Regions from separate parts of the Sus scrofa genome. Here regions 1, 2, 4 and 5 are each linked to region 3. Evidence: chromatin contacts called from public Hi-C, HiChIP or PLAC-seq and promoter capture Hi-C data. All regions are on one chromosome and are shown on one strand. The core of a region is the stretch at or near the end of the contact, and the rest is flanking DNA. Distances in the headings are between cores, read along the strand shown. Region 1 holds the start of SAP130 (histone deacetylase complex subunit SAP130). Region 2 has its middle 200 kb from the start of HS6ST1. Region 3 holds the start of HS6ST1 (heparan-sulfate 6-O-sulfotransferase 1). Region 4 overlaps LOC106506245 (a long non-coding RNA gene). Region 5 has its middle 130 kb from the start of HS6ST1.

What was found. Promoter capture Hi-C pulls out the DNA fragments that hold promoters and counts their contacts. Hi-C and Micro-C count contacts between places; a contact is called where the count stands out from the background. HiChIP or PLAC-seq counts read pairs in DNA pulled down with a chosen protein or histone mark.
Region 1: a contact with region 3 is called in a promoter capture Hi-C map of liver, with 3 times the contacts expected there. The contact joins the promoter of SAP130 here to the promoter of HS6ST1 in region 3. A contact is called at or near these places in 1 of 5 promoter capture datasets (liver) and 1 of 47 Hi-C or Micro-C datasets (skeletal muscle).
Region 2: a promoter capture Hi-C map of liver shows a contact between it and region 3, with 5 times the contacts expected there. The contact joins the enhancer-like site here to the promoter of HS6ST1 in region 3. A contact is called at or near these places in 1 of 5 promoter capture datasets (liver), 15 of 47 Hi-C or Micro-C datasets (alveolar macrophages, brain, embryonic fibroblasts and 8 more) and 2 of 2 datasets of contacts at active chromatin or transcription factors (alveolar macrophages and skeletal muscle).
Region 4: a contact with region 3 is called in a Hi-C map of alveolar macrophages, with 4 times the contacts expected there. The contact joins the enhancer-like site here to the promoter of HS6ST1 in region 3. A contact is called at or near these places in 1 of 5 promoter capture datasets (liver), 2 of 47 Hi-C or Micro-C datasets (alveolar macrophages and embryonic fibroblasts) and 2 of 2 datasets of contacts at active chromatin or transcription factors (alveolar macrophages and skeletal muscle).
Region 5: an H3K27ac HiChIP or PLAC-seq map of skeletal muscle shows a contact between it and region 3. The contact joins the enhancer-like site here to the promoter of HS6ST1 in region 3. A contact is called at or near these places in 11 of 47 Hi-C or Micro-C datasets (alveolar macrophages, embryonic fibroblasts, heart right ventricle and 4 more) and 2 of 2 datasets of contacts at active chromatin or transcription factors (alveolar macrophages and skeletal muscle).

The regions. Positions count from the first base shown.
Region 1 is chr15:59,309,122-59,314,201 of Sscrofa11.1, reverse strand. It overlaps SAP130 (histone deacetylase complex subunit SAP130), which reads right to left and starts at 1,801. Exons shown (of 21, transcript XM_021076325.1): 1 at 1,625-1,801.
Region 2 is chr15:58,859,504-58,864,596 of Sscrofa11.1, reverse strand. No RefSeq gene overlaps it. Among named protein-coding and RNA genes, the nearest start is that of HS6ST1, 200 kb to the left of the region's middle. Within about 2 kb of position 3,651, at least 2 of the 83 cell types and tissues checked have an H3K27ac peak or open chromatin away from gene starts, as enhancers often do. A contact at or near this core is called in liver, where this site is marked.
Region 3 is chr15:59,063,798-59,068,308 of Sscrofa11.1, reverse strand. It overlaps HS6ST1 (heparan-sulfate 6-O-sulfotransferase 1), which reads right to left and starts at 1,861. Exons shown (of 2, transcript XM_003133399.6): 1 at 1,061-1,861. The coding sequence starts at 1,587.
Region 4 is chr15:58,826,301-58,830,876 of Sscrofa11.1, reverse strand. All of the region lies in intron 2 of LOC106506245 (a long non-coding RNA gene), which reads left to right. Among named protein-coding and RNA genes, the nearest start is that of HS6ST1, 240 kb to the left of the region's middle. Within about 2 kb of position 2,981, at least 6 of the 83 cell types and tissues checked have an H3K27ac peak or open chromatin away from gene starts, as enhancers often do. A contact at or near this core is called in alveolar macrophages, embryonic fibroblasts and liver, where this site is marked.
Region 5 is chr15:58,935,659-58,940,109 of Sscrofa11.1, reverse strand. No RefSeq gene overlaps it. Among named protein-coding and RNA genes, the nearest start is that of HS6ST1, 130 kb to the left of the region's middle. Within about 2 kb of position 1,994, at least 5 of the 83 cell types and tissues checked have an H3K27ac peak or open chromatin away from gene starts, as enhancers often do. A contact at or near this core is called in skeletal muscle, where this site is marked.

The DNA of each region.
Region 1 (5,080 bases), core at 552-3,051, 250 kb before region 3:
ATTCTGAGATTGTAACCAATAATGAAAATTAAATCATCTTTAGTGCCTATATCTTCCCTTAGAGGAGCAAATGCAGCATCATTCATCTAAAACAGCACTTGTGTTCAACATTCAGTGCATAAATGGTCTAACTTCTTTAAGTTTCTGATGTACATAGGTTCAGTTAATGGCAAAATCGTAAAATCGTTTACATGGTTCTGAGAGATATTGTGACACCTCCCCCAAAAATACTTGTGGACTGCCACACTAAAAAGTCCACATTGCATCCTGTACAACAGTCACACGACAGGTATTAACGCAACATTTATGTAAACATGTAAAGTTTCCTGACAAGTGGCATGTGCCTTTGAAAGACTTAAGCTTCATACCAAGGTGAATTGAATTGTCATCAGTGTGTCACAGGAGAAATTGAAGGCAGAGCCCTGTCCTAAGACGGGATCAGAAACCTTACATCAAGACCTGACGCAAAAGGGATTTTCAATGCTATCCTGCACAGGCTCCATTTACAGATTTCTCTCCGACCCCCCCATCTCCCGCCCCTTTCACAGACCCCAGCTCAGCCAAAAGGAACTGAGACCTTCACCACCTTCTCTAAAATCTACCCCCACTTTTCGCTCAGGAGCCAAGCTCTGCCGATATCCCTGATTAGCCCGCAATCCTACCCCCCACCGTGAAGCCCACCGCCGAGATCAGAGAACACAGGTCTCCTGATACTTCGGGTCTCTGAATCCTCTGGAGAGGGGGGCAGGCGTTCTGAGGAGCCCCAGGACCAGTGTGCCTCTTTACCTGCAGCCGCCGCCCGCCCCTCCTAATTCAACCTCGCCGGGCCGGGGGTGCTGCGGAGGACCCAATGCGGTGGCAGCGCTGGGCTCCGAGATCGCGAGGACCGCTCGTGCCGCAGCGCCCCTCGGGCCCGTCGCTGTCCAGTCCCGCCGACCCCACTCACCCCGGCCCCCCGGCCGCCGCTCTGCTCCAGTCCTCTTCCCCGAACCTGCTCCTACCTCCCCCGCCCGCCCATTGGCCCCACGCCGGGTGCGTCACTCCAGGGCCTGCACCAATCCACCGCGGCCTGCGCGCTGTGATCCCGCCCCACCCTCCCGCCGACTGCCAGCCAATCAGGCGCGAGCCTCGCCAGGGCAGCCCAAACCCCCGAGGAAGAGCCAATGGCAGAGGAAGACAAGAGCTGCCGGCGAGAGGGGCGGGGAGCTGGGAGGCCCCGCCTCGGTCGGGGTCTGAAAGCGGCGGGCGCAGGGCCCGGATGTGGAGAGTCACTTTAAACTGCTCCAGGAGCCAAACTCCCTGGGCCGCCCGCCCGCCCGCGCTCCCCCGGCCTCTCAGCTTCCCCGCCAAGGCCCACGCCCGCCACGCCCCCAAGCCCAACTCAGCCCAGCCTTCCCGACGGCTTTCCATTCCTTGTCGCAGGACACCCGGCCCCTGCAGCCGGCCCAACTGCCGTGCTCAGTTCACGAAAGAGTACAGGTCCGCGCCGCAGAAAACGAGGCACCGCTGCCCTTCTCTGGGGACGCGCAGCGGGACGGACGCTGCAGCCCGGCTCGGCCGCCCCGCCCCCTCGTCTCCTCCCCTCCCCTTTCCCTCCCCTCCTGGGCGCACGTCCCGCCATTACCTGAGTGCTGCGCCGAGTGGCCGCCTTGCCGCCTCGAGCTGGTTCCCGTGCGCTCTCCGCCTGCGGAGCCGACGTCCTCGGGCTCCAGGACCCGCCGCCGCCGCCGAGGCGCTAGCACTCGGTCCCCCACCCCTCTGCCCAGCGCCGCTGCTTCCGCCGCCGTAACGAGCCTCTCACCCACTGGCTGGGGTAGGCCCCGCCCTCATCCGGGAAAGCCAATCACCGTTCAATATGAGTGGAGAGCGGACGGGCCTGCCCCTCGGGGCTGCAGAGGCCTCTGGGAAAGGTAGTTCTGGTGCTGAGAAGGCGGGCCTGGGCGGGGCGTCCTGGCGACCCGGCCGAAGCAACACACCCCTTAGCTATTTAGCGACGGTTCTGCCGTTTTTCTTTGCCTAGTGAAAAGCTGCTACCCTTTTGCCTCATGTGATGGCACCAGGTTTCATTTTTCCGAGGGAGTTGCGGCGCGGGAATAGGGTAATGGAGGCCGACTGCAGCGTACCGAAGGGGCCGCAGGCAGGGCTGAGGGTTTTCCGGACTGTACTGGATTCTCCGCGCTGCGTGTGGGACTTGATGTCCCCATTGAGGCCATGACCCGCGAAGCTTGAGCGTCATGGGAGGCTCGGGTGCACGGAAACGAAGGGACTCAGTCGGGTTTGCACTGGCCTCGCTGCGTGGGGAACTTGGCCGGGAGCCGAGCACACTCGGGTTAAAGCGGGCTCGGAGAGGTGCCTTTGGCGCAGGACTCAGGCGCGGTGCACCTGCTCAGACTTTCCGGATTACGGAGAAGCGGAGGGAGGTGGTGGTGATTTGTTTTGTTTGGGGTAGAGTGTTGGAGTTATACGGCTGTGGAAGTCTTAGCCAAAGCTGCGAAAGCAGAATGAGTCTGATACTAGAGATTATGTCCCTCCGCCAATCTTCCTAGACGGTAAATTAGTCTGGAGTTTTGCGATAGGAAATAAATGGGGCTCAAATCCCTTCTTCCTTTCGTGCACAGCTACATTCTTAGTACAAAAAGGGCAGCTCAAGGCTATGCCCCCTCTCCTTTCTCAAGACATCTTCCTTTCTAACACTCTTCCCTTCTCACATTTCTTCTATAAGTAACTGACGTGATATACTTTAGCCATCTCTCTCCTAGACTCTGCCTGCTCCTGCCTCTTCTTACACTGCTCCCTCCACTAACCTACTCACCTTCACTCAGTGGTCCTTGCTTAGTTTAAGAGCAGGAATTCCTCCTTAAAATGGTCTTCCCTTGGCCTCCAGAACCACACTCTCTCCTGATTCTTCTTCTGCCCCTATTCAGCTGTTTTATACTTCTCTTTTCTCCAAGGCTCCGACCCTCTCTTAATGCTACACTATCTTCCTAAGTAGCTTAATACACTCTCACAATTTACAGCATCATTCTTCTGCATTTTTTTCTGTCTTTTATCTTTTTAGGGCCGCACCTGTGGCACATAGAGGTTCCCAGGCTTGGGGTCTAATCAGAGCTATAGCTGCCGGACTATGCCACAGCCACAGCAACGTCAGATCTGAGCCACGTCTGCGACCTACACCACAGCTCGTGGAAACGCCAGATCCTTAACCCACTGATGGAGGCCAAGGATCCAACCCACAACCTCATGGTTCCTAGTTGGATTCGTTCCCACTGCGCCACGGCAGGAACTCCTACAGCATCATTCTTGAAAATGACTCAGTTTTATCTGCATAGTGACCTCTGTCTTGAGTTGTACACCTACAGTTCCAAACATATGTCTTACAAGCCCCTGAGATTTAACATGTTGAACACTTGTATTGATTAGCCTCACCTCCTGATTTCTGGGTTGGATTAATGGTGTCACCATTCTCTCTGCCTTTGGTTTTACTCTTTTTGGTTTCTGTGCTTCCATCTCCCAGAGTCACCATATGTACTCTGTACTTCCTTTCCAGCCACTTCCATAGCCTTGGCTCAACCTTTCATTAATTCCTGTCTGGATTATAGTAGTCCTTACCCCACTCAAGTCATTCCTACCCCAACCTACCCTGCACAGAATTCTCTTTCTTTCCTCCCTCTCTCCCTTCCCTCTTTCCTTCCTTTTTGCTTTTTAGGGCTGCACCTGCATCATATGGACGTATCCAGGCTAGGGGTCAAATCGGACCTGCAGCTGCTGGCCTGCGCCACAGCCACAGCAACACGGGATCTGGGCCACATCTGTGACCTATGCAGGATCCTTTAACCTACTGAATAAGGCCAAGGATCGAACTCTCATCCTCAGGGATACTAGTCAGGTTTGTTACCCACTGAGCCACAATGGGAACTCCCACAGAGTTCTTTTCCTAAAGCATTTATCTGAATCTGTTCTTCCCGGCCATAATGTTCCCATAACTTCAGAATATATTTCAAACCTCTAAGCCCAGTTCAAAGGCCTTAATAATTTTGTCCCTCCTACCTCTCCAAACACTGGGTACTCTAGCGACAATAGTTTCCACCAATTCTCCACACACAGCTTGGCTTCCAGTGTTTTGCTCAAGCCAGAATGCCAGAGGCTTTACCCCTCAGCAATCATGTGGCAAAATGCTGCCAATAATACAATGTTGTACTGGGGGAAAATGATTTATCTTCTCCAGGAAGCCTGCCTTGAATCCCTCGCCTTGCCCCACCTACAGAATATGTCCATGGAGCATTTTCAGTATCCCTGTTATAGCACTACTCATATCCCCTGTATTCTTCCTGGATTAGGTTGAGGGAAAATTACTCTTTATATCTCCTGTCAACAGGAAGGATTCAACAAATATTTGCAGAGTATAATCACAAACACATCCATAGTACAGGAATGAAACCTGAATTCTCCTTAGTTACCAGGGACAGTCTCTGCTTTATCCACTTCTGTCTCTAGTCCCTCACATGGTGGATACTTGAAGGAAAATACATGTTTCAGGGAGTCCCCACTGTGGCTCAGTGGTAATGAACCCGATCAGTATCCATGAGGATGTGGGTTTGATCCCTGGCCTCACTCAGTTGGTTAAGTATTCAGCATTGCCGTAAGCTGTGGTGTAGGTCACAGATGTGGCTTGGGCCCTGCATTGCTGTGGCTGTGGTGTAGGCTGGCAGCTGTAGCTCTGATTTGACCCCTAGCCTGGGAGCCTCCATGTGCCTTGGGCACAGCCCTAAAAAGAAAATTAAAAAAAAGACCTTTATCTGGTTTATTACCCAGACCAAACTCAGGGTCTGTCTCCTCCAGGTACCATGTTCTATACCATTGTCCCTCCCCCAAATGTACCTGTGTTCCATATGGTTAACAGACTCTAGAATGACCCCTCATGGTCCCCCTCCTGGGGTTTGTTGAATGTAGCAGGACCTGTGACTTTCTTCTAATCAATAGACTATTGGATTCCCATTGTGGGAATTCCTCACTGGATTAAGAACCCAACATAGTGTCCATGAGGATGCCGGTTCAATCCCTGGCCTCACTCAGTAGGGTA
Region 2 (5,093 bases), core at 2,402-4,901, 210 kb after region 3:
GAGAGCACTGGAAGTTAATAAATTGCTCAAAGAAGCCATCAGAACAAGGCCAGCTTGCTTGACTAGTGGAGGTTCTAGAATTGCCTCAGGTCACTGGGTAGGGGATGGGATGAGGCCTGCATTCAGATTCAGACCTAGGGCAGGAGTTTGAGGACTGCCCTTCTGCTGATTTGAATACACACCTTACCGGACACCAAAGAGGAGCTAGTAAAGGAAGAGGTGGTCTTTTCCGACCCCCACTCTCCTTGAATGATAAAACTGTAGCCCACTGGATCCTGCCTTCCTGCTTGCACCTTTCACAAGCATCCTATCATAATAAATCTATTTCTTGCCTATCATTTTGTCTCTCACTGAAATGCACAGAAATATGAAGAACCTGGATCTCAGTGAGTCCAGACACAGGGTGAGTGATTCTAATTTAAAAACAGGGGTTCAAGTCCTAATCTGTGTTCTGGCAGGGTGCAGGCCATTAGTGCTGTCAGTTTCTTTCTTTCTTTCTTTCTTTTTTTTTTTGTCTTTTCTAGGGCCGTTCCTGTGGCATATGGAGGTTCCCAGGCTAGGGGTTGAATCAGAGCTGTAGCCACCGGCCTACACCACAGCCACAGCAATGCCAGCTCCGAGCTGCATCTGCAACCTACACCACAGCTCATGGCAACACTGGATCGTTAACCCACTGAGTAAGGTCAGGGATCAAACCTGAAACCTCATGGTTCCTAGTCGGATTCATTAACCACTGAGCCATGACGGGAACTCGTAGTGCTGTCAGTTTCAACAGTATTTGGCTGCCAAGAGTCTGCACATGTGTCACCTTCCCTGAGGAGTCCTCCCATCTCCCCTCAACAAAATTAGGTGAGGGGAGTTCCTGCTGTGGTGCAGTGGGTTAAGAATCTAACTGCAGTGGCTTGGGTTGCTGTAGAGGTGCAGGTTTGATCCCCACCTGATGCAGTGGGTTAAAGAGCTGATGTTGCTGCAGCTGCTGTGTAGGTCACAGCTGCAGCTTGGATTCAATCCTTAGCCCAGGAACTTTCATATGCCTTGGGTTCAGCCATTAAAAAAAAAAAAAAAAGATTAGGTGAAACATTCCCTGTGCTCCTGCCCCAACTCCCATGCCCTGTTCACCCCATAGCTCATCACTCTCTGCTTTGCCTCTTTGTCTGCCCTCCTGAGCAAGATCAGGCTCTGATTTAGACCCAAGTCTCTGGATACAGTACAGGTCTGAGCAGAGCCCAGAATGGCTCTTTAAACAAATGGATGCATGAATGGGTCAGTGAGGCAGTGGATGAGCCATAAGGGGCAGCCAGTTCAGTCAGGGAAAGCTGAAGCTGTGTACAGCTGGTGGGTCCCCTCTGGCTGTGAAGATGCCCTGGGGATTTCACTTTTTCAGCTACCCTGGTGCTTATCTCAGGGCAACCCTGAAAGAAGGCCAGCTCTGAATGGAAGGTGGGCTCCTGGGCTCACACTCAATCTCCTGTCCTGCTTTGGGCTCACTGTTCTCGCTGGTCTTGGGTGTCCTCTTTGTAAGCAGCAGCATTTCATATAGAAGGGAAGTTGAACACTGAGAATGAAAAGGGCTCCATGTTGGCTGGGCTCCATTTAGGTTTCATTATTATATTTATCTTGATTAGAGATGTTTCTGATACTCATTCCTCACCACTGATTTCATCCTGTACCCTGCTCATTGGCCTTGCTACCCAACCACCTCCACTGAACTTGGCCTTGAGCCCCCATGTTGTCCAACCCAGGCTCCCTGTCCTTTCAGCAACATCCCACCAAAGGGATGGATTCCTGGGAATCCTCCCCATTCTTGGCTCCTGGGCTCCCATTCTGTCTGCCTTTCTCAGACCCTCTTTGCTGCTTGTGCCCATGTTTCACTGGAGCGCATACATCATCATGGCCCCAGCCCCACGGCATGTGTACTCTTGTGGCTGGGCCCCTCTCTGGGTCACAACTCAGGGGGTACCCTTTACTTCTCCAACTTGACAGGCCTCAAACTCATCCACTGATTTTTTTCTTGAAACCTCTCCTCTCCTGTTTTTTTCATTTCTGTAGATGGTACTTCTGTCTGGCCAGCTCCTCAATCCCAACCCTTAGGAAAGGTCTTGTTTCCTCTTAATCTCACATTCTACATTTGACCCACCAGCAGATCCCATTGGTTCTGCCCAGACATGGGCCTCAGATCTGTCCACATCTACCCATTCCTGTTAGGGTTCTTCCATGAGGTGTAAGCTCCAATTGTTAAATCAATGCCTGAACTCATTTAATCTACCCAGGAACTCTGAAACAGGAAGAGTAGAGGTTACTACCTTCATTTTAGAAATGGTGGTACAGAGAGACCCGAGACCAGGATCCTGCTTCAGGCCAGAGCCTCTGTTCCTTTGCACATTGCCACCACCTTCCTTGTTATGAGCTCAGGACAGTCACACAGCCTTAATCTCAGCACAGGGTTCAAATTCAGACACCACCCTCCCTATATTCCTAAAGACTGTGAGGCTTTAACCTTGCCATTGGTCATGCCTCAGTCTCCTGGCTGTGGTCCGGGAACACTTGTCACTGTTTCTTAGGTTCATTGTGGGGTTAAAGGGAGCACATGTATGGAGCACCCCCACCACTGTGTTGCACACTGATTGCCCAGGGTAGGGTGTTTTTCGCCATGGTTACTGTCTACTAAAGAGTCCAGCAATAGGTTTCTTAATAGAGCTGTCTACTTTTGCTGGTTTGCTTTCCTTCCCTTCATTCCTTAGCCCACTCACTTCTGGTTCTCCCAGCCCTCTGCTACGTGTTGCTCCCTGGGGTCATCAGGAATGGCCATGGCCATTAGTCCAGCTCATTGGTCCTTGCATCTTACCAGGTCTCATAGAACACTTGCTCCTTCCTTCCTGAGGCATCCCCTCCCCTCTTTGGCTGGGATACTCCCAGCTTTCCTTTTCTTCTCTCTCCTTCCTGACTCCCCTTTTTCCATTGGCCCCTAAGCACTGGCATCTGTTTCCCAGGCTCTCAGCCTTCCTGACTCAGGGGTAACTCCTTTGGGAGACAACATCCACCCACATAACTTCACCTGCCATCCAGTCAGCATTGCGTCCAGAGCCAGCTCTCCCTCTCGCCCAACCTGCTCTCCTAAGCTCCAAACCAGACATTATGATACATGGGGTCTCTGGTGCTGGTGCTGAATGTGCTTTAACTGAGCTGGACTTTTCCCTGAATCTGACACCTTTATCTTCCCCCAGGCTCAGGGCATGCATGATCCTCCACCCCAAACCCAGGAATCCTTAACCTGTTCCCTCTCTTTCTATATACTCCATCACCTCCTGTATCGCCTGCTTCACGGTTCTCAGACTTAACCACTTTTCCCATCTCTCCAGATATCCCTCTAGTCCAAACATGTAATTTCTCACCTGGATGGATTACTTTGCTGCTCTAATCCATTCTCCACAAAGCAGCTTATTCAAGCCTTTAAAAACTCACCTCGGATCATGTCACTTTGCTACTTAGAACTCTTCAATCTTTGCCTGTAGCTCTGCTGATAAAAATCCCAGGTCTGAGGTGTGTTTTCTCACAACGGTGCCCTGACTCTCTGAATCCACACACCACCAGCCTTTTGCTGATCCTTGCAAGTCCTGTGTTGTACCCTGCTCCAGGCCTTCCTTTGGCTGGCTCACCTGGCCTCAGCTTCCCAAGGTCACCTGCTGTGCCCTCAGACTAGGTCAGGGCTCTGCTTCTCTGAAGCGAGTCCATGACTGACTTAAAGAGTATACTGTGATTTTGTTATTTGCCTGAGGCCATACCCTCCAGTCTCCTGGTTTTCAATTCCATGGAAGTACTGGTGTTTCCCATATTACTTCCTCCTCCACAGGGATGTCCATCAGGTGTTTCAACAGAGAACATGTCTGAAAACCAAATTCATTTTTTTTTTTTTAAGGGCTGCACTTGTGGCATACAGAAGTTCCTGATCCAGGGATAGAATCAGAGCTGCAGCTGCCAGCCTACACCACAGCCACAGCAATGCCAGATCCCAGCCAGATTTTCAACCTACACCATAGCTTTCAGCAATACTGGTTAATCCACTGAAGGAAGCCAGGGATTGAACCTGAATCCTCATGGACACTAGGTGGGGTTCTTAACCTGCTGAGCCACAACAGGAACTCCTGAAAACCAAATTTTTGATCCCACCTGGGCCAGACCCGCCCCTCCCTCAGTGTTCCCAGGGAAGCCCTCCAATGTTCAGGCCACCCCTGCTCTCTCCTGCTTTCACACTTGTTTTACCCATTGGCTCTACTTTAAAGCACATCCAAATCCCAGTACCTTTGACACTGAGTGATAATCTTTTTTTTTTTTTAAACCTTGCCCTTTTTTAAAAACATTGTGCAGATTAAATGTTTGTATCTGCTCCAGATTCACATGTTGAAGCCCTTAATTCCCAGGATGATGGTGTTTGCAGGCAGGGCCTTTGGGAGATAATTAGGTTGTGAGGGTGGAGCTCCCCATGATAGGATTAGTGCCATTTCACCACACCCACCCACCCACCCACACACACACACACACAGACACACACCCACACCCACACACACACAGACACACACCCACACCCACACACACACACACACACACACACACATTTTAGTGGCCACACCCAGGCATATGGAAGTTCCTGGGCCAGGGATTGAGTCTTAGGGGTGGTTGTAGCAAGATTAGTGACATTCTAGAAGAGGGAAGAGACAGTAATCTTTTTTCTTTCTTTCCTTTCCTTTCCTTTTCTTTCTCTCTCTCTCTTTCCTTCCTTCCTTCCTTCCTTCTTTCTCTTTCTTTCTTTCTTTCTTTCTTTCTTTCTTTCTTTCTTTCTTTCTTTCTTTCTTTCTTTCTTTCTTTCTTTCTTGCCTGCCTGCCTTCTTTCCTCCTTCCTTCCCTCCTTCCTTCTTTCCTTCCTCTTTCTCTCTCTGCATGTATTCACCAAACAAGGCCAGGACCCAATCAGGAAAAGAGCCCTCATCAAGAGCTTTACTCAATGTTCTGTGATCATCTATGTGGGAAAAGAATCTGAAAAAGAGTGGATGTGCATACATGTATAACTGAATCAATATTTTACAGCAGAAATTATC
Region 3 (4,511 bases), core at 612-3,111:
AACCTTCATTCTCCAAATGGACCAAGATCTGCACCTGCAAGCTAGGAAAGCTGAGGAACACAGCTCCCCAATGGCCAGGCTGGCCGAGAGAGAACTCGGTCTTAAGACAAATGTGGAAGAGAAACAAAAGGCAGGCAAGAAGACCTTCCTCCTGGCCCTTCCCAGCCCCAACGTCCTGGGGAAAAGACCCCATAGGGCACCATCACAAACAGAAGAAAAAGAACCCCAACTTTAACCCTTGGAAATCCAGTATCCTGGGGAGAGAGGAGGGTCTTTCTGCATACAAAGTGCTTCCCAAAAGAGCTCCCCGCCCCCCAGATCAATCTTCACAGCAGTGGGGGCCCCCAGCGAAGGCGTCTGGCTGCACAGGTGCCCCTGGCCAGCTCAGCTCCCCACAGCCTGCTGCTGGCCTGCTTCTGCTCCTCTTTGCCCTCGTTTTGGCCCACCTCTTAGGGGCAGGCAGTCCTGCCTCCTCCCCGCCCCCAGCCCCAGGTGACACTAGGGCCTTTGTTCTACCTGCCACTTGGGCAAGGCTGAGCCAACCCCCTCCTCTGGCAGCTCCTCCCCAGCCCTCTCAAGATAGACTGGCTGGGGGGGGGGCGTGGAAGGGGGGCGCTTCACTTCTCTCACTTCCGATGTGGACTGGAGCGGAACAGTGAGGGTGGCACACCAGGTGGCCTTCACACACAGAGGAACGCGTGTTCCCATCCGAGGATAGGCCAGCCTGGACTGCCAGCGCGGTCTTGGGGCGGGGGCCCCGGGAAGCCCGGGCGCTGTGCAGCTCTGCGAGCGGTGGGGAAAAGTAAAGAGGCACGGAGGAGGAGGTGAGAGCGGAATCAGAGCGCAGGGACCACAACGGGCCGCAGCAGACCAACTGGGGCACCTCGAGGTCAGGAAGGGGTCCAGAGGGGCTGCGGCGAATGGGGGCCCCCGAGAGGGCAGGAGAGAGGGGCACGGTGGGAAGGGCCGGCCCAGGACCGCCCGGCGGGGGTCCGGGCCCGGCCGCCAGCTGGCACTCCGCCGCCCTGGCCCGACGGCGGGATCGGTGGCAGGCGCTCACCTGGGCGTGCGCAGCGCGGCGGGGTCGCGGCGGTCCAGCACGCCGGGCACGCAGTTGGTGAGCTCGGTCCAGTCGGCGTGCAGTCCGCAGCTCCAGCCCGTGGAGAAGCGGGAGAAGAGCCAGGTCTCGCGGCGGTTGGGCCGGTAGCAGGTGCACTTCTTCTGGCCGGGCCGGCAGTCGCAGGGCACCTCGAGGCGCACGTTCTGCACGAGGTGACGGCCGAAGGTGGTGCCGCCCGTTTTCTGGATGTGCAAGAAGACTATCACGTCGTCGCCCTTCATGTCGAAGTGCAGCGAGCGCTCCAGCTCGCGCACCGGGAAGTAGTACTTCTTCTCGTAGTGCGGGTCGGGCGTGGGGAAGAGGTCCAGGTCGTCGGGCGGCGCGCGGCCGCCGGGCGCGCCCAGGCTCAGCCCCGGGCCCGCGTACTGGTAGAGGATGAGCATGAAGCACGCCGAGCCCGCCACGACCAGCACGAACTTGCTGGCGCGCTCAACCATGGTCCTGCTGCCAGCGCGCCGCCGCCGCATGTGTCACCATTGCCGGCAGCCCGGGCGCGGGGCGCGGGGCCTGGAGGGCGGGGGGCGCGGGAGCAGTTGCCTCTGCCGCCGCCGCCCGCGCTCCGGCCCGGCCCGGCTACTCGGCGCCCAGGCCGCCCGCAGCGGCGCGGGCCGCGGCCCTGCGTGGCGCCATGGCTGTTCTCCACCCGGCCCCCGATCCCCAGTCCGACCCCAGTTTGGCTCCGGCTCGGCTCCGGCCCGGCCCCGGCCCGCGCCCCCCGCGGCCCCGCGCCGGCCACTCCGCTCCGCGCCGCGCCGCGCCGAGAACGCTCTGCGCCGCCCAGCGCGCCGCCGCGTCTCCGCAGTCCGCCGCCGCCCCGCCCCTGCCCGCCCCCGGCCCGCCCCCGCCGCTCCTCTTGCCGTCGCCGCCCGCGCGAACCTGGGCCCCGCCCCCAGAGCTCAGAGCTGCAGGCCGGCACCCAGCTTCCGCGACGCGGGTCTCCGGCCTCGGCTAGGCAGCTCCGAGGCGGGCAGCGGGGTCTGTCTTTCCGTTCACAGAGGCGTGGAGAACGGCTGGGGAAACGTGTAGCGGGCGCGCACTGACCTTCTGGGCTGGAGGGGGCCCCGTGGCGGCCGGTGCTTTGGGGCCTGGGTCCCTGTCCCTGCTTCAGTGGAGGGAAAACCTTGACTTTGCACACTGGATGTTCTGAAGTTCCAAAAGCGGGGGGGGGGGGGGGGAATAGATTTGATGGGATGTGAGGCTGGGGGAGCGGTCTAGGAGAAAAAGGGACGGTAGGGGGCCTGGGTCTAAGGGCAGTGGTCAGACTCTCTTCCCCCTCCCCCCACCGTGGCTGTGGGACAATGACCCAGAGGCCCTCTTGGAGAGATGCCGAAGGGTCCGCGGAAGCTTTGGGAGCTTTATGCAGTCCCTCATTCTTTCAAAGGGCTTTTAACCAATGTGCATTTTTTCCCTCCAGGTTTATTCAGATCCCAAGGAAGAAGTTAGAAAAAGTTGAGCCAATATTTAAAATTGTGAGGGTCCACAAGAACACCCCAACCTCTGGCTTTGGAAGGTGGGTCAGTGGATCTGGCGCCCTGTCCCGTCCGCTTTGGGACCGAATGTCCCTGTCTGCTTTAGCCCAGCTTGCCCTCCACCTCCTTCCATCTTGGGCCCTGGGCCAGAACCTCTGGAACCCACACTGCCAGGAATTGCACAGAACAGGAGGTGGGTCGGGATATAAAATGACCTGCTGAGACTCTCAGCGCCCCTGGGTCTCTGGGCTGGTCCCTTGTTTTTGAACTCAGGCCAAGTGGTCTCCATCGAACCTGGGCTGCCTGGCCTGGGATCAGATGCCCACATCACCCCCTTTTTGGGGCTCCCAGTGGTTTCCATTCTGTTGTAGGTCCTGAAAGCATGGGGGAGAAGGGGTTGTGAGGTTTTATTGTGTCCATTATATTTCAGTAAAGCTCTTGAAAATATATTGAATCACACCAGAAATCTCTTCTGGAAGCAAACCTGGAGAACTGGAAAAACAACCAATGACACCCCAAAATCCAACTCAGGAGGGAGCATGCAATTGTCAGAAGTGGCTGAAGGCATACCCACTGAGCACAATACACAGTGACCAAGGGCCTGTTGCAGGTGGGTGGGGTGGGGTGACCAGTCCCTGGTGTGACCTGGGGCCCCAAAGTCCCCTCCCATCCTGTGACTGCTTTAAAGTTGTACCTGGCCCAGGAAGCCTTGTGGGTGGTTGGGTCAGACTTCTCCAGCAAGGACTCATTCTTGTCAGGAGTGGGGGCTGGGCTGGCACAGTGGCGAGCCTGGAGTCACCTGCTTCTGTCTGTTGTCACTTGACCTTGTTTTGGCCGGAGAAGTCTTCCTTCACCGCCCAGCAGGCAGCAGCTCAAGCCTGGAGGGCACAGCTGCCCTGGGTCAACTCAGTGGGCGTCCTTCCCCAGAGGACAATCCTCTACCAAGTGTTGAATCATAACTGACATTTTTTTTTTTTTTTTTGGTCTCTTTAGGCCGCACCCACAGCATATGGAAGTTCCCAGGCTAGAGGTCAAATCAGAGAAGCAGCTGCTGGCCCACGCCACAGCCACAGCAATGCCAGATCCTTAACCCACTGAGTGAGGCCAGGGATCGAACCCTCGTCCTTGTGTATACTAGTCTAATTCATTTCTACTAGACCACAAGAGGAACTCCCATAACTGAGGGGTGTTCTATATCCAGAGATATGGGGCACCATTCACTGCAGATGTGTCATTTCTGATCCCATCAGTGAGTCTCCAGAGTAGAGTCTGACACCCATTTTTTTTTTTTTTTTTTTTTTTTTTTGCTGTTAGGGCCAAACTCCTGGCATATTGAGGTTCCAGGCTAGGGGTCTAATCGGAGCTGTAGCCACTGGCCTACACCACAGCTCATGGCAAAGCCAGATCCTTAACCCACTGAGTGAGGCCAGGGATTAAACCTGCAACCTCATGGTTTCTAGTGGGATTCGTTTCCGCTGCGCTACAACGGGAACTCCTGCCACCCATTTTACAGAAGAGAAAACTGAGGTTCAGAGAGTGAAGACACTGGCCAAAGTCACATGGCTGGCTGGTGGTCTCCTCTCTCTGATGCTTCCTCTCCTGACCCATGAGAGCAGGGAGACAAAGCCTGAGCAAAAGCCTCTCCCTTGGCCACCCTGTCCTCTCATCCCTGGATGTCTGGGCCTGGACGTGGAGACCCTAGGTATCCTCCTGGCCTAGTTGAGCTCCAGTCACTCTTGTGAGAGTCAGCAGAGCTGGGATTCTGATCCTGCCCTGCCTGGCCCTTACTCACCCTCGAAGTCCCATCTGCTCCCTTGGCGGGGGGGGGGGGCGGGGGGGTGCGGGCAGGGGACTGGGGCACAATGCGACCACTTCTCACGGTCTTCTGCTGCCAGATGGGAATGTGGGTCCAGAATGTTCAA
Region 4 (4,576 bases), core at 1,732-4,231, 240 kb after region 3:
AAATTATTTTATGGAGCTAGCGTAAAATTCACTCCAAAACCTGATTAAGAGAGTGCAGAAGTGAAAATTCCTAAACTTTCAGCAAATAAAATTCTAGACAAATTATTTTTTCTTTTTAGGGCTTCACCTGCTACCTATGGGAATTCAGGCTAGGGGTTGAATTGGAGCTGCACCTGCAGGCCTACATCATAGCCACGGCAACGCCTTGACTCACTGAGTGAGGCCAGGGTCCTGAACCTGCTGAGCCACAAAGGGAACTCCTTTTGACAAAATTTTAAAATAATGCAACAACAACAACAAGTAAAATAAAATAATGCAATACAACCAATAGGGGCGCATTCTAAGAATGCAGTAATATTTTACCGCCAGGAAACAACTAATATTAGAAAAAAGAATTGGGAAATAATTTCCTATATTAAAGAGTTCTAAGGAAAATAAAATGCTGTCTGTGATTATCTCCATTAAAGCCAAGATGGGATTTGATGAAAGTATACAGTCACATCTAAAATAGGAGTAAACACTTCCTTCATATAGGGAGACAAAGAAACTCAAACCAGAAACCAGCTTCCATGGCACAAGGGCAGGCTGAAAGCATGCCATTTATTAACGGTAGAAATGGGGTGAAGATGGTCATTTTCATCAGGATTTTCCAAAACTGTCCTGAAAGGACTAGTTAATAGAGCTAGAAATAAAAAGGGTAAGACATAAAAATTGGGGGAGTTCCCAGAGTGGTGAGATGGGTTCAGAATCTGTTTGCAGCGGCTTGGGTTGCTGCAGAGGCACATATTTGATTCCTGGTCACAGCTGCAGCTTGGATTCAATCGCTGGCCCAGGAAATTCCATGTGCTGTGGGTGCATCCATTAACAAAAAAATTGGGAAGAAGGGAGCAAAATTGTCATTATTGTCGTGTGACTTAATTGTGTACCTGACACGAGCAGGAGAATCTAGTGAGAACTTTTTGAAAAATAAGGAAATTCAGGAGTTCCTGTCATGGCGAAGGGGAAACTGAATCTGACTAGGAACCACGAGGTTTCAGGTTCAATCCCTGGCCTTACTCAGTGGGTAAAGATCTGGCGTTGCTGTGGCTGTGGCGTGGCTGGCAGCTATAGCTTCAGTTAGACCCCTAGCCTGGGGCCCTCCATATGCCGCAGTGTGGCCCTAAAAAGCAAAAAAAAAAAAAAAAAAAAAAAAAAAAGAAGAAAAATAGGAAATTCAATAAAATGTCTGATTATGGAATTGACATACAAAAATATTTCCCTATAATAATTCATTGCTATTTTTCTATGTTCTGCATATTTCCCCATATTCAAATTTCATAACTCATATTTTCCTGGAAATTCATTGATTTCTTCTGGGTTTCATATGCATTTGCATGGATTTGAGTAACGTGCTTTTGTTATGACATCAATTTTTTCTGTGGTTATTTCCCATTCTCACTTCTAACTTAGGGCATTTTGCTTTTTCTTTTTTTCTTGATCAAATTCGTGTGTTGCAAATTTTCTCTTTGCTACTCCCCATCTATTTTTCTGCCCTCTTCTGCCCCATCTGGTTCCAGGAGGCCAACTTGTGTGTCTCCTGAGCAGCCTTGCTGGCTGGCACACAGTGTCATGGCCTTTCTAGCCCCAGCCCACCTCAGCACCTGCCCTCCCTGGGCTCATACCTCTAACAGCACATCTTTCCCTCACTTCTCCAGTCCCAGGAGTTGGTCCCCAGGTGCCCTTCTTCCCTGTACCCTGTCCACGCCTCTGTGAGCAGTGGGCCATTGAGATCTGCAAGTGTCACCATTTGTGAATGTCCCATGGGCACTGAAAAGATGGGAACGTCCCATTGGCAGGGCAGAGTCTAAAACATAGTGATTCATTTTTTGTTATTGGCCTCCCCTCACCTTAATCGTTTGTCATTGCATTACTGTGGTGGATTGGTGAAAGGCAGAGAGAAGTGAGTGCTGTCTTTTTGCTACTGTTGTGTTTCTATTTCTCCATGTATTTACTGTAGTTTTTCCTATGCATTTGGCACCGGATTCGTTGGCACATACGTTTTCCTGACAGTTAGAGCTTTATTGCATATTATCCTCTTTATCATTATAAAGCGTCTTCTGCTCCAGAATGCTTCCCTTGAATTGTCTTGATGGATTGTATTTTCATAGCCCCAGTCTTGCCCATCCGTTTACTCCCAGGCTTCTCAGTGACTTTGCTTTCAATACAGCTTTTTTTTTTTTTTTTTTTTTTTGTCAGCAAGTAGATTTTTCAAATATAATCTTTATGGTGTGCGGTTATCTAATTACACTTATGGATATATCTGTCAAGTTTGATCTCAGTTCTATTGTCTTTTTTATGTTATGTTACTGTGCTAATGTTTTCTGTGTGTGTGTGTAGTTTGTATGTTTTCTGCCAGTAAGATAGAAGTTAATTGTCTTATTTTTTAGCTATATATATATTTTATTTTCTTTTTTATGCCTGCATCTGCGGCATATGGAAGTTCCCGTTCTAGGGTTCCAACAGGACCTGCAGTTGCTAGCCTAAGCCACAGCTCATGGCAACGCTGGATCCTTAACCCACTGAGTAAGGTCAGGGATCGAACCCAAAACCTCATGGATCCTACTGGGGTTCTTAACCTGCTGAGCCACAATAGGAACTCCCTATTTTATGTTTATACAAATACTGAAAACTCCATTTCTTTCTTTGTCAACCTTCAGACAGTAATTACAACCCATTATGAAACATGAGAAAAAGAAAAGATTTAGATTTTTTTTTTTTTTCAAATGCCTTTCCTGCTCATACTTCCAGCTCTGGTGAGTTTATAATGTCAGAATGTTGACCTGCTGGAATCGTATTTTGAATCTCTTTAGCCCTGGTTGTGTGAGTTACCCACTGCCAGGCCATCTCTAGTTCTTGTACCCGGCATCTCCCTGTTTGCCTTGGCTGCCTGGATGTTTTTAGGACTTTCGAGAAAAATTCATGTGTGCAATAGTTTGGATACTTGCATATTTGAGGTTGCCTATTGCTCAACTTGGCTTAGTGTACATTCCTTTGTGGTTTTCTGGAACTTAGTGGTGGTGGGAAAAATCTGAAAGCAACCAGATTTCCTTCCTTGTAAGAAGTTCTTTTTTTTTTGGCTGCACCATGGCATATGGAAATTCACAGGATCAAATCTGAATTGCATCTGAGACCTATACCCCAACTGTGGCAATACTGGATCCTTAACCCACCACACCGGGCCAGGGATTGAACCCCAGCCACAGCAGTGACCTAAGCTGCTGCAGTGACAACACTGGACCCTTAACCCTCTGTGCCACAGTGGGAACTCCAAGACTTTCTTTTCTTTTTTTTTTTTCATTGATTAAGCTTACTAGAATATGTTTTAGTATTGCTTTTCCTATATCATTTTCTTCTGAAATATGCAGTACCCTTTCAATCTGCAGATACAATTCTCCCTTTTTTCCAGAAGTACTTCCTTCTCATTTACCTTTGAATATTTTTTATTTCCATTTGGTAGGTTAGCTATTTTAGGGATACCAATTATCCATAACTTTGCTATTTGTTTGCTCTACATGCCCACTGATTTAAAAAAATTAATCATTTTTTCTTTTCATTCTGCATTCATTTTGATTATATTCAGTATTTCTTCTTTGCCAGAAATCCACCTTGCCTTTCCTTTGTTATTTCTAGTTTATTTATTGGCTTGAAAGGACTCATCTCTTTCCTTATCTCTTTAACCTCCCCTTGTTATGCCATTACACTATTTTAATCATTTAAAACATCTGTAACTCCTCTGTAGTGTAGCGAGCCCTTCCACATTCATTATCTCATGTAATTATTATGGTAATTTGGAAGAGCAGGTATTTACTATTTTACCCAACCTTTTTATTATAAAAATTTTCGGAGTTTCCGTCGTGGCACAGTGGTTAACGAATCCGACTAGGAACCATGAGGTTGCGGGTTCGGTCCCTTCCCTTGCTCAGTGGGTTAACGATCCGGCGTTGCCGTGAGCTGTGGTGTAGGTTGCAGACGCGGCTCGGATCCTGCGTTGCTGTGGCTCTGGTGTAGGCCGATGGCTACAGCTCCAATTGGACCCCTAGCCTGGGAACCTCCATATGCCACGGGAGCAGCCCAAAGAAATAGCAAAAAAAAAAAAAAAAAAAAAAAAATTTCATCTAGGCATACCTAAGTTCCAGCAACATTGTCCTATACTAGCTTTATCATTGTTTCTCCATCCGTCCTTCTTTCCATCCATCAGTCCTTCTAATTTCGGATGCATTTCAAAGTTGCAAACATCAATACACTCCCCCTTACACCCCAATGTGTTAGCAGAGTTGTCTATTTTTGAGTTTTTTCTTAGCCTGCTGGGCAGAGCTGTCCCCTCCAGACTGCTGGGCAGAGCTGCACCCAGAGTGCCCCCTCCTGGCTTTGGGGAGGGGTGCCACCCCAGCACTCAGCGTCTCCTGAGTCTCCTCTCCTTCTGTGTCAGCCCTGCCATCCTGCCTCACATAACACTTTCTGTGATTATTCAGTTGGTGCCTTAGCCCCTAGGAGCTGTGCTACCATGCCAATTCCAGCTCATGATCCATCTTTCCTT
Region 5 (4,451 bases), core at 745-3,244, 130 kb after region 3:
GGGGGTGCTGGAAAGGCCCCACGCCCCAGGCCTGAGGCCAGCTGGTGGGATCCGTGTGGGGGCCCAGCACTCAGGCTGGCATCACACAAGTTTCAAAGTCTTCCAGTTTTTCTCTTCCACCCTTTCTGCATCCCTCCCTCCCTTCTCTCTCTCTAGTTTCCTTCCTTCCTTCCTTCCTTCCTTCCTTCCTTCCTTCCTTCCTTCCTTCCTTCCTTCCCTCCTTCCTTCCTTCCTTTCTTCCCTTCTTCCTTTCTTCCTCTCTCTCTTTCTTGCTGCACCCACAGCCTGTGGAAGTTCCCAGGCCAGGGGCTGAATCAGAGCTGCAGCTACAACTGGAGCCACACATGCAGCAATGCTGGATCCTTTAACCCACTGCACTGGGGCTGGGGATCAAACCCACACCTCCTCAGCAACCCAAGCCACTGCAGTTGGATTCTTAACCCACTGTACCACAGCAGGAACTCCTATCTTCCAGCTTTTCAAGGGAAGCCAGAAATCTAGATTGTATGTGGTATCTCCTTAGTTTTAAAAAGTGATAACTAATTTAAAACACACAAAAAAGTCACTGTAGGGATAAATGATTTGCTAGCCACGTATCTCATAGGTGCATCTCTGGGATGGAGTCCATGAATCATGAAGCCAAATCTTTGAGGAGAAAGGGGGTCTTGGCGTTGGATCAGCACTGCTCCCTCCCACCCTCATGTCTGTCACCTCCCCTCCCTGATGCTTGCCAGCATCTGGCCAGGCCTGTGACCTGGTGGACATCTTCTTAGGAATTCCTGGAGGTGATTCCACTTCACATGTTCTATATAACTGTCCTCGAGGGGGCCACAGCTTAGTGCTATGGTGACATTGTGTGTATGAGAGTCTCTGAGTGTGAGTGTGTGTGAGTGGTGTGTGCGTGGATGTGTGAGGGTAACTGTGAGTCTGTGAGAGTGTGTGAATGTGAGTGTGCAGATGTGTATGAGTATGTGTGACTGTGAGTGTGTAAATGAGGGAGAGCACATGAGGGTATGAGTAGGTGTGAATGTGAATATGAGTGTGTGGGCAGGTGTCACTGTGTGTGTGTCTTTGAGAGCATGTGTGGGGGCAGGTGTGAGTGTGGGTGAGTGTGTAAATGAGGGGGAGCACATGTATGAGCAGGTGTGTGCATGAAAGTGTGTATGAGCAGATATGAGTAAGAGAGTGTGAATATAAGAATGTGTGGGCAAGTGTGAATATAGGTGAGCATGTGTGAGAGTGTGCATGTGGACAGTTGTGAATGTGGGTGAGTGTGTGAGAGTGTTCATGTGTGAGTGTGGGTGAGAGTGTGCATGTGAACAGGTGTGAGTGTGGTGAGTGTTATATAAGGCAGCGTGTAGGCAGGTGCGAGTGGTTGTGTGTGCATGTTTGCAGGTATGAGTGCATGTGAGCAGGTTAAGTGTGGGTGAGTGTGCATGTAAGAGTGTGGGTGAATGTATGTGTGAGTGTGCATGTGAGCAGGTGTGAGTGTGGGTGAGTACCTGAGAGTGTGCATGTTTGCAGGCGTGAGTGTGTGAGTGTGCATGTGAGCAGGTATAAGTGTGGGTGAATGTGTGTATGAGTGCACATGTGAGCAGGTGTGAGTGTGGTGTTATATGAGGCAGCATATGGGCAGGCGTGAGTGTGGGTGTGTGCGTGTGAGCAGGTGTGAGTGTGGGTGAGAATGTCCATGTGAACAGGGGTGAGTGTGTGAGAGTGTGCATGTGAGTGTGGGTGAGTGTATGCATGTGAGCAAGTGTGAGTGCGTGTGAGTGTCCATGTGAACAGGTGTGAGTGTGGGTGAGTCTGGGGCTGCTCTGCCAGCTGGACGCCTTTGCTCTTGACGTCCCCCTGTTGCTGACTGGAACCTAACATGCCAGCCGCTGGTTCCCTTGGCTCCTCTCCAAGTTGCTCTCTCCACCTCTGGTGTTGGACTTGGACGTGGCTCCCAGCCTCTCTTCTTGGATTCCTTGCTGCACTGCCAGCTGGGCACTCTGCAGAAACCCTGGGCATGTCACTCAGAGCAGAAGGATCACCCTGCCCCACTTTCTGATCCACCAGGTAGTGAGAGATAATAAAATGGGCTGTATTAAGCCACTAAATCTTGGGATGGTTTGTAAAACAGCAATAGATAAGCAGAATAATCAATGCCTTAATATTTCCCAAATGGTAATGTGTCATACTGGGTAAAATGTTTCTTTCATGTTGCTTCAGACTAGGAAGAACTATGTCAGCAAACTATGACTATTAAAAAAAAAAAAAAAAAAAGCAGCAGCCCAAATCCCAGTGAGACCCAGGCAAGCTCATTCATTTGGATTCACTTCTAATGATGATGACTTATTTTCCCCTGTTAGCGGCATCACTGGTAACTAAAGTTAGCCTTGGCTCCAAAATCGATGTGTTATTTTAGAGCCCAGAGCAGGCAGTGAGCTGTCAGATGATTGACGACAGGGTTGCTGGCACTCTGGCTGGCTCTGGGCCACCCTCCTTCCTACTGTTGCCGCCTGGGTGGCAGCGGGGAGAAGTGGCTGGTGGCCCTGGTGGCCTGCAGCCTGTGTAGAGGCACCCAAAGCCTCTGGTGGACTTCCTGCCACCTCCAGGCCCACTTTCTTGGTGCAGGGAGGCAGCACAAGCCCACCAAGTCTTGATATTATGGGATGGACTGCGTCCCTCTATTTGTATGCTGGGGTCCTAGCCCCTGGTACCTCAGCATGTGAGCTTATGGGGACGTAAGGTCCTTATGGAGGCAACTAGGTTAGAATGAGGTAAGTGGGCTCTGACCCAATAGGACTGGAGTCATTGTAAGAAGAGGAGATGGGGGTGGTGGGGTGGGGGAGGGAAGGACTGGGGATTTGGGGTTAGCAGATGCAAGCAATTATATATAGCAAGGACAAACAGCAGGGCTCTACTATAGCACAGGGAATTCTACTCAGTATCCCAAGATAGGAGTTCCTGTTGTCACTCAGTGGGTTATGAACCCAACTAGTATCCATGAGGATGTGTTCAATCCCTGGCCTCGCTCAGTGGGTTAAGGATATGGAGTTGCTGTGAGCTGTGGTGTAGGCCACAGAGGGGTCTTGAATTCCGTATTACTGTGGCTGTGGTGTAGGCTGGCAGCTGCAGCTCTAATTTGACCCCTAGCCTGGGAACTTTCATATGCCTAAAAAGACCAAAAAAAAAAAAAAAAAAAAAAAAAAACCAAACCAAAAAAAAAAAAAACCAAAAAAACAAAACAAAAAAGAAGAAGAAGCAGAAGCAGTAGCAGTTCCATCATGGCTCAGCAGTAAGGAGCCTGACTAGTATCCATGAGGATGTAGGTTTGATCCCTGGGTTCAATCCCTGTCCTTGCTCAGGGGGTTAAAGTATCCAGCGTTGCTGTGAGCTGTAGTGTAGACTGGCAGCTGCAGCTCCGATTCGACCCCTAGACTGGGAACTTCCATATGCGGCAGGTGTGGCCCTAAAAAGACCTGAAGAAGAGGAGATTGGATACAGACATCACAGAGGGAGGACCACGTGGAGATGCAGGTACAGGGGGAGGATGGGCATCTCTAAGCCAAGGAGGGAGCTGGAGTCAGAGCCTTCCCTCACAGCCTCAGATGGAACCAGCCCTACTGACACCTTGATTTTGGAGTCTGGCTTCCCAGGACTGAGGTAATAATGTCTGTTATTTAAGCCTCCAGGTCTATGGCACTTTGCTAAGGCATGCACTTGGGTGTAGGCATGCTGGTCACAGCCACACCCTTAAGGGCGGCCACAGCTTGTGCTGGCCCACACTCATGGGCCTCGCATTCGAAACCCATCCACTCCCCAGCTCAGTGTCCTTGTAGCCTTCGTGAGGCGGCGTGAAACTCCAGCTCTTCCCAAGGTGACGCTCACAGTGCCACACCATATTCCTCCCAGAGACCCTGTACATCACGTGTTGGGGTTTCTGCTCTCTGTGGCTTCATTAATGCGAGGAGTGGGGCAGGGGCGGTTCCCAGTGATGCTCCAGCTGGGTCTTTGGTCCCCCCACTTCTGCGTCTCCTGGATGAGAAATTCTCCAGGTGGGACAATCCATAATATTCTAAACCAAAGGTCTGCTATCAAGTGGCCTCTCCCAAGTTGCCTTTGACCTGGCACCTTTGGACCCAGTGGACTGGCCAGGCTCCCCATGGCACAGTGGTCTTGCCTGTGAAGGAAGGTGAGGCTGAGGTAGGTTCAGGGCTCCCAGGGGGACAACCTCAGATGGGCTGCAGTGGGTAGCCTGGTAGTGTTCTTTGCAGGCCATGAGGACTGCAGCAGTGAGGACTGCTGCGGTAATGAGCAGCTGGCAGAGGGACACTGGGCCCTGGGGGAGCAGGCAAGCCCCAGTGAAGGAGGAGGGCAGGTGGAGGACTGCTGCCAGGCTGACCGTGCCCAGCACCCTTGGGAACCATCTTGGCAGCATCCCTACCACTCACCCAGGAGGGTCC